Linked DNA regions of Zea mays: region 1 is linked to region 2. Evidence: chromatin contacts called from public Hi-C data. All regions are on one chromosome and are shown on one strand. The core of a region is the stretch at or near the end of the contact, and the rest is flanking DNA. Distances in the headings are between cores, read along the strand shown.

Region 1 (4,325 bases), core at 391-2,890, 300 kb before region 2:
CTTGCTCTGGGAAGCTATCAATGCATTGATGAACTCCACTGGGGACTGGCTGAAACCCAGGAAGAATGCCCTCCTCCTGCGGTGCTCATGGATCTTCTTGATCGAAGCAGATATCACCTCGTCGCAAGCCTCAATGTCCTTGTGCTTCTCTGTGTTGGCAAGGAACGCCATCATCTCTTTCTGCAGCGGGAAAGGAACATCCACGAGCACATCATAGCAAGCACTGCTATGTGCTCCATTCCCTGACAGCTTAATCTTGTGGTCCAAATTGATGGGTGGTGGGGCAGACAGATGCTGAGATATCTTCTGTGACAACATTGCAAACTTGAGCTTGTCCTCCCCAAACACCTTCTTCAATTGAGGGTCACACATGAAGAAGGAAGGATCATTTGGGTTCTGAAGCTTCTTTGCTTTAATATACTGCCAGAGGGCAGCAATCACCCGTGCACGAGTGTCCACCTCCACCCCAAGCACCTCCATAAGCGGCTGTGATAACTTGAACTTCTCAGGGCTGTAGTTCATCTCCAGCCGAATGTTTGCAACAAACTCCTTATCCCCTTTCCTCTTTACCTCAAACCCTTCCTGCTGGGCAGCTGCCCGTGCATTCTCCCAGATGATGAGTGGATTCTCTGGGTACAGAGACGGGTCCAGCGCTATCGTCACCCTCTTGAAGAATTGGGAGAACTTGGGATAAACTGGGTTGTGCTTGGGCACAACACTGGCAGGATCCAGCTCGGCGCCGTCCTCAAGCACGCGACCAATGATCTTGAGGGACCAGGTTGGCGGATCGGCATTCTTGGGAGGTGGGATGGTGCGCGGCCCCTGGTTGGCGAAGGTGTTGAAGACGTAGATGCGAAGTGTGCGCTGGAGCGAGGGCGGCGTCTTGAGCGCCTCCTGGATGTCTACCTTCTTCCGCGCGAGCGCGGCGTCCACGCGGGCCTCGAACTCGAGCAGCTGCGTATAGAGCGCGGACTCTGGGAGAAGCGCGGCGACGCGGTCAGGGAGTTGCTTCACCGGGAGCTTGCGCTTCTTGTTGCGCCGCGCGGCGGGGGTGAGGTCGACGCCCCCAGAATTGGCCACGGCCGCCGCCGCGGCCGCGGCCTTGTACGCGGCAGCCGCCGAGGCGGCGGCCGCCGACGAGGTAGAGCCGGGTGCCGGGGGTCGGATAGGGGGCTTTTGCGGGGGCCGCTTGGCCGAGCCTGCGGTGGCGGTCATGAGCGGATTCTGGGGCGAGGACGAGGCGCCCATGTGGATCTGGAAGGCGGGATTGTGGGTGGGCGGCGTGTGGAAGAGGCCCTTGAAGGGGGAGCCGGAGAGGGAGGGAGGGCGGAGGTGGGTCATGGGCGCCGCCGGTGAGCCGCCCGGTGGAGGCTGCTGCTGCGTATGCGGCGGACGCGGCTGACTGGGGGCGCCGGTCGGGTTGGGGTTGCCGCCGGAGGCCATGGCGGCGACTGTCCCGCGGCCAGAAGGGCGAGATCGGATCTCGGTGCAGAGGGGATTGGGGGAGCTTAGCTAGGGTTTGGACGGGAGAGAGGTTGGCGACTGAGGGCGATTCGGGGAGGATGATAGATGGAGAGATGGTTGGGCCTTGCGTGGGCCGGGCTCTCTAATGCTTCCGTGACTTTGAGCGGTTCAGCCGTAGAAAGAAAAAGTCCACCTAACCTAGTTCAACTATGAAATAATTTTTTATTTGTCGACTCAATAATAATAATTTTAAAAATAATCAATATTTTTCGAGAATATAATATACATTTTAAAAATACTTAATACTAAAAAATGTTCTAAATTTTATTTTAATTCAAAAAGTATGAAACCAGTTTTATATTGACCCTAAAACAGAAAAGATATATAACCTCTCAATTTAAAGGATAATCTATTTTATCTCTCATCTTCAAAATTAGTTATTTAACCCCTCAACTTTATAAAATCAGTCAAATAATCCATCGGTATTTTTAGTGAGTGATTTTGCTGATGTGACATTTCCAACATGGATCTAGGTGTTGTTGGTGATGTGTTGGTCATAGTAGCGGAGCTAGGAATAAAATATAAAGGGGCGAGGCCTCTCTACCACCTAGGGCAACAGCCAACAGCACAGGGCCCCTAACTTTTTGGGCATCATTTTTTGAGTGTTCTCAATATAAATAATATAAAATGCAAATATTGTTTGATATTTTGTAAATTAAACTATAAAATCTTAACTTTAAAATAGATAACATAAGAGGGCAAGAATATAACAATAGATCAAGTATAAAACAACTTATTTTAGAATACTTTTATCTCCATATACTATAGGTTATAGGGAATATTTTCAATTTTTGCAATGGGGCCTAAAGAACTCAGAGACGACCCTGAAGGGGTCAAATAATCATATTCACCTGATGTTCTAATTTATGTTGGTCACTGACGAAAATCGACAATGATTATCATATTTTGTAAAATAAAATATGTAGGCACATGAAATGTAAAATATTATAATTGAAGCCTCACGACTTCTTTCTTGCTCTAAAATATCGATATGGTAGAACTTTACAGGTAGAGAGCATACATCATCAATTTTCAATGAACTGAAAGAATCGTTAGGATCCAAAGAAATATATAATGTTAAAAGCTCTGTGGCTTGTTCACTGAACTTGTAATTCATCTTTGGTCAATGAAAATATCATATCTAAAGTGAGAGCACCTAGGGGGTGAATAGGTGATCCTGTAAAAATAGCTCAACAAAACAAACTTGGTCTACAATTGGTTTAGTAAGATAAAAAACCAAGTTCGAATAAAGAGTGTGAGGGGGAGAGAACTTCTTCACTTAATTGCTCTCACAAGGTGAGTATTAAACTTAGAGCAATATTGTAAGTGAAGTGAAATGCTAGAAAGAGTGAAATCGCAATAAGGTAAAGTAGACAGTGACATCGATTTTTATCCCGTGGTTCGGTCAAACGTAAAATTCTTGCCTACTCCACGTTGTGGTGTCCTAATGGACGAGGGTTGCATCCAACCCCTCTCAAGTGATCCAATGATCAACTTGAGTACCACGGTTCTCTTTCTTATCTCAAGTTTTTCCCGTTGTGAGGAATCTCCACAATTTGGAGTCTCTCACGCCTTACACAGTTGATCTCAAATAAACCGCAAAAGTATGGGGGAGTAGAAACACACACAAGAGACAAAATCACAGCAACATACACACACAAGTTGAGAGAGGAGCACAAGAGACAACACAACGGAATTACAGCTCAAAATACTTGCTCGAATCTCAATCTAGCGAAGCAAAGGCGTGAATGTGATGTCTCAGTGTTGTAGAATGTTCGATAGATGCTTGGTGTAATGCTCCATGCACCTAGGGGTCCCATTTATAGCCCCAAGGGACCTAGAAGCCATTGGAGCTCCATTTGGCAGGCCCTGGTTGCCTTCTGTCTGTGGATAAGTCGATGCTTCACGCGTTTGCCATCTACCCCTCTATCTTCTGCCCATGTCCACGTACCATATAGTGCATTGGGGCGTCGGATTCGCGGTACTCTAGTGTGGCACCGCCGCGGTGCAGCTCAGCACCGCCACAGTCGGTCGTCGTGGGGGAGGGTATATATGAGAGTCATCTGATTCCAGAGGCATGTCCAAGATTAGAAAGACTCACCCCTTCGGCTATGATTTACTGGGGTGTCAGATCTTAATCGGGCGGTTTGGGGACTCAAGCAGTAAGCACCAACTGTTGGGGGCCTTCGTCTTTTGAATGTCCTCAAAAACACGTTTAACCATTGGTTATCAACATGTTGCCAAGTATTGCAGGAGCTTCGGCACTAGAACACCTTCGATGCTGGACGATGAAGGGGCGACAAAACTAGCTTCGTCATAGCAACAGAGGGAGACAATGCAAGGAGAAAGAGTCACCCTGAATGCTGAAAGCAAAAGACAATGTTGTCCTTATATTATTTGTAAATCCTATGTGTAATCCTTGTGGGTGTAAATGTAATTTCGTACGAAGTTGTACGGTTCCGTATAAATATATGAACAATGCCCTGCATAAAGTACCTTCTGAAGGACCGGACAATTGATGTGTGTAATCTTTTCTTCAAAGCACCTTTGTTCTAACACATTCTTTATAACCGAATGTACAATTGTAAATTCATTGTACGAAAGAGGAGAAATATGATATCAATACATCTGAGGAGTAAGTATGTTAAGATTCCTTTACATTCTAAGATTCCTTTACATTCTTTACTTATTTTACTTATTTATGCGATTAAGTCATGGCTTGTTCGGTTAAGCTTTAACCTTCATCTTCGAAGGAGATAACTGCTTAAGGACAAAGGTTGATTATCGTTTTGACATTGTGT
Region 2 (4,781 bases), core at 1,108-3,607:
TAATAGTCATAAAAAATCTTGCATCAGATGGTCTAAAAGACTAGGTGCTTACTTTTCATAACTGGCAGCTTCTGATTTGGTCCTTGAAACAATTTGCCTGCCATCTGCTGCTAAACCAGCAACAGCCTGCAGATGACAATAAAAGTAATTTGTGAAAACACACATGGTTCATAAAAAATGGCAAATGGAACATGAACCTTTCCAAGAAAAGAATAGGTTATCACCACAAGAAAATTCAAAAGAACAAAGATCTCAATATATACATCTTTAATAGTTTACATCAACAATTGATTATTTAGGAATACAGGTAATAGAGCATGCTTTTAAGATCCTCCTATATTCACCCGTACAGGTTAGAAGGCCAAGGCGGAATTTTAATCCTGCTCCCCTATTTATTTATCAACAGCATGATTTTGCATCAAAGCCACATCATTTTTGGGTCACTTGTAAAGGCATTACCAAGCCAGAGTGACGGTGCACCGAATGGATCCTTCGGTTTGATCCTTCCAGCATCATCTTTGAGGTTACCAGCTTCTCGACACCCTAAAGGACCAACCACCAAATAAGGATCCGATCAAATCCAGACTTGGGCAACTCAGATAACTTTAGCACTGAACCAAAAGAAAAAGATTGAGAAGGACAAATCTTACCAGGACAATGCCATCTTTGCACTTGATCCCAACAATAGTCCTGTTCATAAATACCATGACATCAACAATAACCAAGTAAGATTACATAGAACAGAGAAAAGGGAATAATAAGTGAAGCAAAACACTATAGGAAGTGGGAGGCAGACCCGCTGTTGTCGACGGCCTTGGTGGCATACTCGACCTGGAAGACACGACCATCTGGGGAGAAGGTCGTGACAGACAAATCATAACCTGTGCCTATGCTGCTCATGGTCAAGTTCTTATCTTCACCTCTACACCGCTAGTGAGTAGTAGATCAAGTCCTGAAAGCATAACACCAAAACCTCAGTTAGGTAATCCACACAAAATTCATCAGTACATAAACATATAGGAGTATTTACCATCACACAACACCAAAAAATATTTTTTGAAAACACACCAGGGAAGAGGGACGGAGTGTGGCAGGGGCACAGTGCGGCCAGCCCAGGCGCATGCCCAGGCTTAGGCCTTTGGCGGCCCATGTGGGAGCGGCCCAGATTGAGACGCCAGCGCCTTCGCCAGCATCATGCCGTCAGCCCGCCCTCGCATCCCGCCCAAACCCTAGTGCACCACAGCGGACAGCTGCATCCTGCTCGCCAGCCGGCTCCCTCCTCCTCCCGCACAGGCGCAGCCCCAGCCCTAGCCCCGCCCTCGGCAACCAGCCCCAGCCCCGCCCTCGCTCGCCAGCAGCAGGCCAGTAGCAGCGGCCAGCGGCAGTGCGCAGGCGCAGGTGCACACAGCGCAGCGCCACAGCCCCCACCCTCCGCTTGCGACCTCATGCTTCACCTCGCCAGCAGGCAGCAGCAGCAGCAGCATGTGTGCGGCCACCTGCCAGCCGTCAGTGCCCTCTGCAGTCCACTCAGCCCTTGGAATCCACTCAGCCCTTGGAATCCACTCAGCCCATGGCGCTCGCCCTCTCCAGACGACCAGGGCCACCACTGTGCCAGCACCCTCAAGGCTGAAGGCCTCAACTGTTGAGGTGAGGAACAAGAGTACGAGACTGAATAGTGGAGGACAGGACACATGAGGTCTGTAACTCAGTAACTCTCTATTGTGTGTTCGGACATTCAAATGTTTGATTCAACTAGTGAATCAAATTGAAGTGTTGTTGTTGAATCAAATTATATTGTCGATTCAAATTATACTGTTGAATAGAGACTTTAAGTGAAATTTAGAAGTTTATAATGGTGCCCAGGCTCCGATTTAGGGCTGGCTCCGCCACTGGGGGTGGACAGTCCCGGTAGGGGATATCGGTGGAGTGTAGACTTACGTCAAATAACTTCTTTTTGGCGCGCGCGCACACACACACAAAAACTGTATACGCTCGTAACTAGATCAGATCCGAATACAAATAGCGAAATAGATTAAGTTAGGGTTTAGATGCCCGGTTTCGCAGAGCGGGGCCGGAAGAGAAAGGGTGAGCATACCTGTTGACGGGCGGTCGCCTCCGGCGAAGGATGGAACCGAGGCCTTGCGAAGGGGTCGACGAAGACCTGGTGCACCTGCCGTCGGGCGTCGGCGGTCGCGCAGTTGCCGCACGACGAAGAGAGCCCGCGCGCACAGGGTGTGAACGGAGAAGAGTGATTATTCAATATAGACAGACCATAGTCCGGATCCGGATCGGGTCGGGTCGGGCCTAGATCGAAAGAGAGAAGAAAACATCACTTTTTTTGTTGGCCCGCGCTCGACATGGCCAGTGCGGTGGGCTCAAGTTCAAGCCCACGTCTAACTTGAAACGACTCGATAACCTCTTTTGCCACCGTCATAGTGTGGGTGAGCAGCTGAGAAAAAATCCGTGAAGAACAGTTTCATTTCACGATACTTATCCACCTCTCGATCTTAAAACTATAGAACAATCAGTCACCATTGGTATCGACTTAGCTCAGACAATTAATTGGCTTTGCTAATTGATAGTGTGTTAAATCTAAGTGCACTTTATTTGGTGGATTTAGTTGACTCGTTATAGGTGTGGAGTGATTTAATTGGGCGTGCTTTACAAAGTTTAAACTGCTAGATTATATAACGATATAGATTTATTAGTTTGCACCTCATATTTTCCATTTACTTTAACCATGAGATTATTTTCTCTTCCTCTCATAAACCGATTATAACACCCGATGTTATATACCTGATTAGCAATAGGTTAATATTTTAACATAAACTTATCTAATTATTTTTGTGCGCTTTGTGATGGTATCTTGTTTGTATTAATAAACATGCCAAGTGAAAAGTTATGTTCAATTAGGGTCAACTTAAATCTTTTTTGAGAAAAGACACATCTTTTGTTAATAATCAAAATGTTCATGAACAGAGTTGCTCAAGGTTTTCCAAGAAAAGATTCATCTAGGGTAATCATGACATTAGTAGTTCATTATGATTTAGAATTCCATAAAACAAATGTAAAGATAACATTTACGAATGTAGAGTTGCTAGCTAAAGGTTTTGTCATAAGAGAGAAAAATATGGGATGCCGCCTAAAAAGTCTATTTATGGATTAAAATAAACTTCTAGACGTTGGTACCTTAAGTTTGATGAGATTATAAAATTAGTCAAGGGTGATAAGTTTGCAAATTATAAATGTCCCAAAAATCGGTATGAGAAAAACTAGATGAAGTCAATATTATGTTTCAACTATTGGGAGCATTATGTATGCTTAAACTTGTACTTGTCCACACCTAGAATGTACAATCGGAATGCTTGACAAATATCAAGTAAATCTAGGCACAGAACACTGGAAAAAGTAGTTAAGAAGGCCATTAGATATTTACAAAAAAGACCCTAGATGATGTTGATATATTGAATTCCACTTCTAGGCAGATTATGTTGATACATTGGATTCCACTTCTCAATATTTCACGCTTGCTAGTGAAACATTTCATGGAAAAATTGCGACAGTCATTGTATCAACGATAATGCAAGATAAGTTTGTGGCAGCATAGAAGCAACTAGTCAAGCGATGTGAGTAAATATATTTATAATCAGATTATGAGTGGTTGATAGGGAGGGGTGTTGTAAGTTCCCCTCATTCTAGCCCTCTCGGTTTAGTCATGGTATGATCCTACATTCGTTCAGAGTAGGGATATTCATCGGATATCCGACTCGTCGGGTATGGGTTTGAACACAAAATTTGACCAGCAGGTCTTATCCCGTACCTGACTCGTAATAAAATCGGGTCACGTATGGATTTGATTTCTTACCCGCGGGTACCCGACGGGTATTCGAAAATAGTGATTTTAGGTTTTCAACCCACCAGTACGCTAGCTAGTCGTCCATCCTTAGCAGCTCATCCTACCGCCATCCCTCCTTGTCTGCTGATGCTTCTGATCTGGTTCTTGCTTTGTTGCAGGTGAGTGCGGCAAAGATCAAAAGCAGAATGCCCGAATGATCAACAAGCAGGTGTAATACATCCAAAGGGATCGATCAAACATAGACAGAATTTGTCTACACCGCTACATGCGGGACAAAACTACTAGTGCCGATAAATTATGACATCTACAGGCATTACATTGATCAATAAGCATTTGATAAAGTGCCAGTACGGAGTACTAGTGCTAGCTACTCGAGCTAGGAGAGTGTTAATACTCCAGACGGCTGTGCTAGCTACTCTCTGATCACGATGAGTTGGAAGTTTATTACCAAAAAACATTAGCAACACACGTCTAGGGCTATATCTGCATGACTGCATTGTGCAACAATATTATGTGTCTCTAGTGATCACGGTGATGTGTGACGCTCAGAACTGCACTAGATTTCATTTTGAGAGAATGCACCAAGCTCAGGGGCGGATCCAAGGGGTGGGCAAGGTGGGCTATGGCCTCATCTCAATTTTCGAACCCCTTATACCTAGATTTAGGTACACAATAAAATAAACAAACTTTTATATAGTAAGTACGGACAAATCTAATGAAAACTAGGTTTTAATCTATTTTTCTCTCGATGCTTCACTGCTTAGTCCACTCTCCACCTGAGCCATTCGATTCTCTTCCCTAGTGTAAGCCCACTCGTGGCTCACTCACTTATTAGGTCATCGATTGACTGGTTAGTCGGTGACCTAACTCGCCCGCTACATCGCCACCTTGCCTCCTCATTACTCGTCAGCTCGTCGCCTCGTCG

What was found. Hi-C and Micro-C count contacts between places; a contact is called where the count stands out from the background.
Region 1: a Hi-C map of leaf shows a contact between it and region 2, with 6 times the contacts expected there. The contact joins the promoter of LOC109940767 here to the promoter of LOC100283094 in region 2. A contact is called at or near these places in 3 of 25 Hi-C or Micro-C datasets (ear, leaf and tassel) and 1 of 3 datasets of contacts at active chromatin or transcription factors (leaf).

What each region holds. Positions count from the first base shown.
Region 1 is chr7:178,896,358-178,900,682 of Zm-B73-REFERENCE-NAM-5.0, reverse strand. It overlaps LOC109940767 (SWI/SNF complex component SNF12 homolog), which reads right to left and starts at 1,640. Exons shown (of 2, transcript XM_020540973.2): 1 at 1-1,640. The coding sequence starts at 1,443.
Region 2 is chr7:178,599,174-178,603,954 of Zm-B73-REFERENCE-NAM-5.0, reverse strand. LOC100283094 (proteasome subunit alpha type 3) reads right to left here and starts at 2,357. Exons shown (of 11, transcript NM_001155996.2): 1 at 2,096-2,357; 2 at 797-952; 3 at 651-690; 4 at 460-543; 5 at 53-126. The coding sequence starts at 900.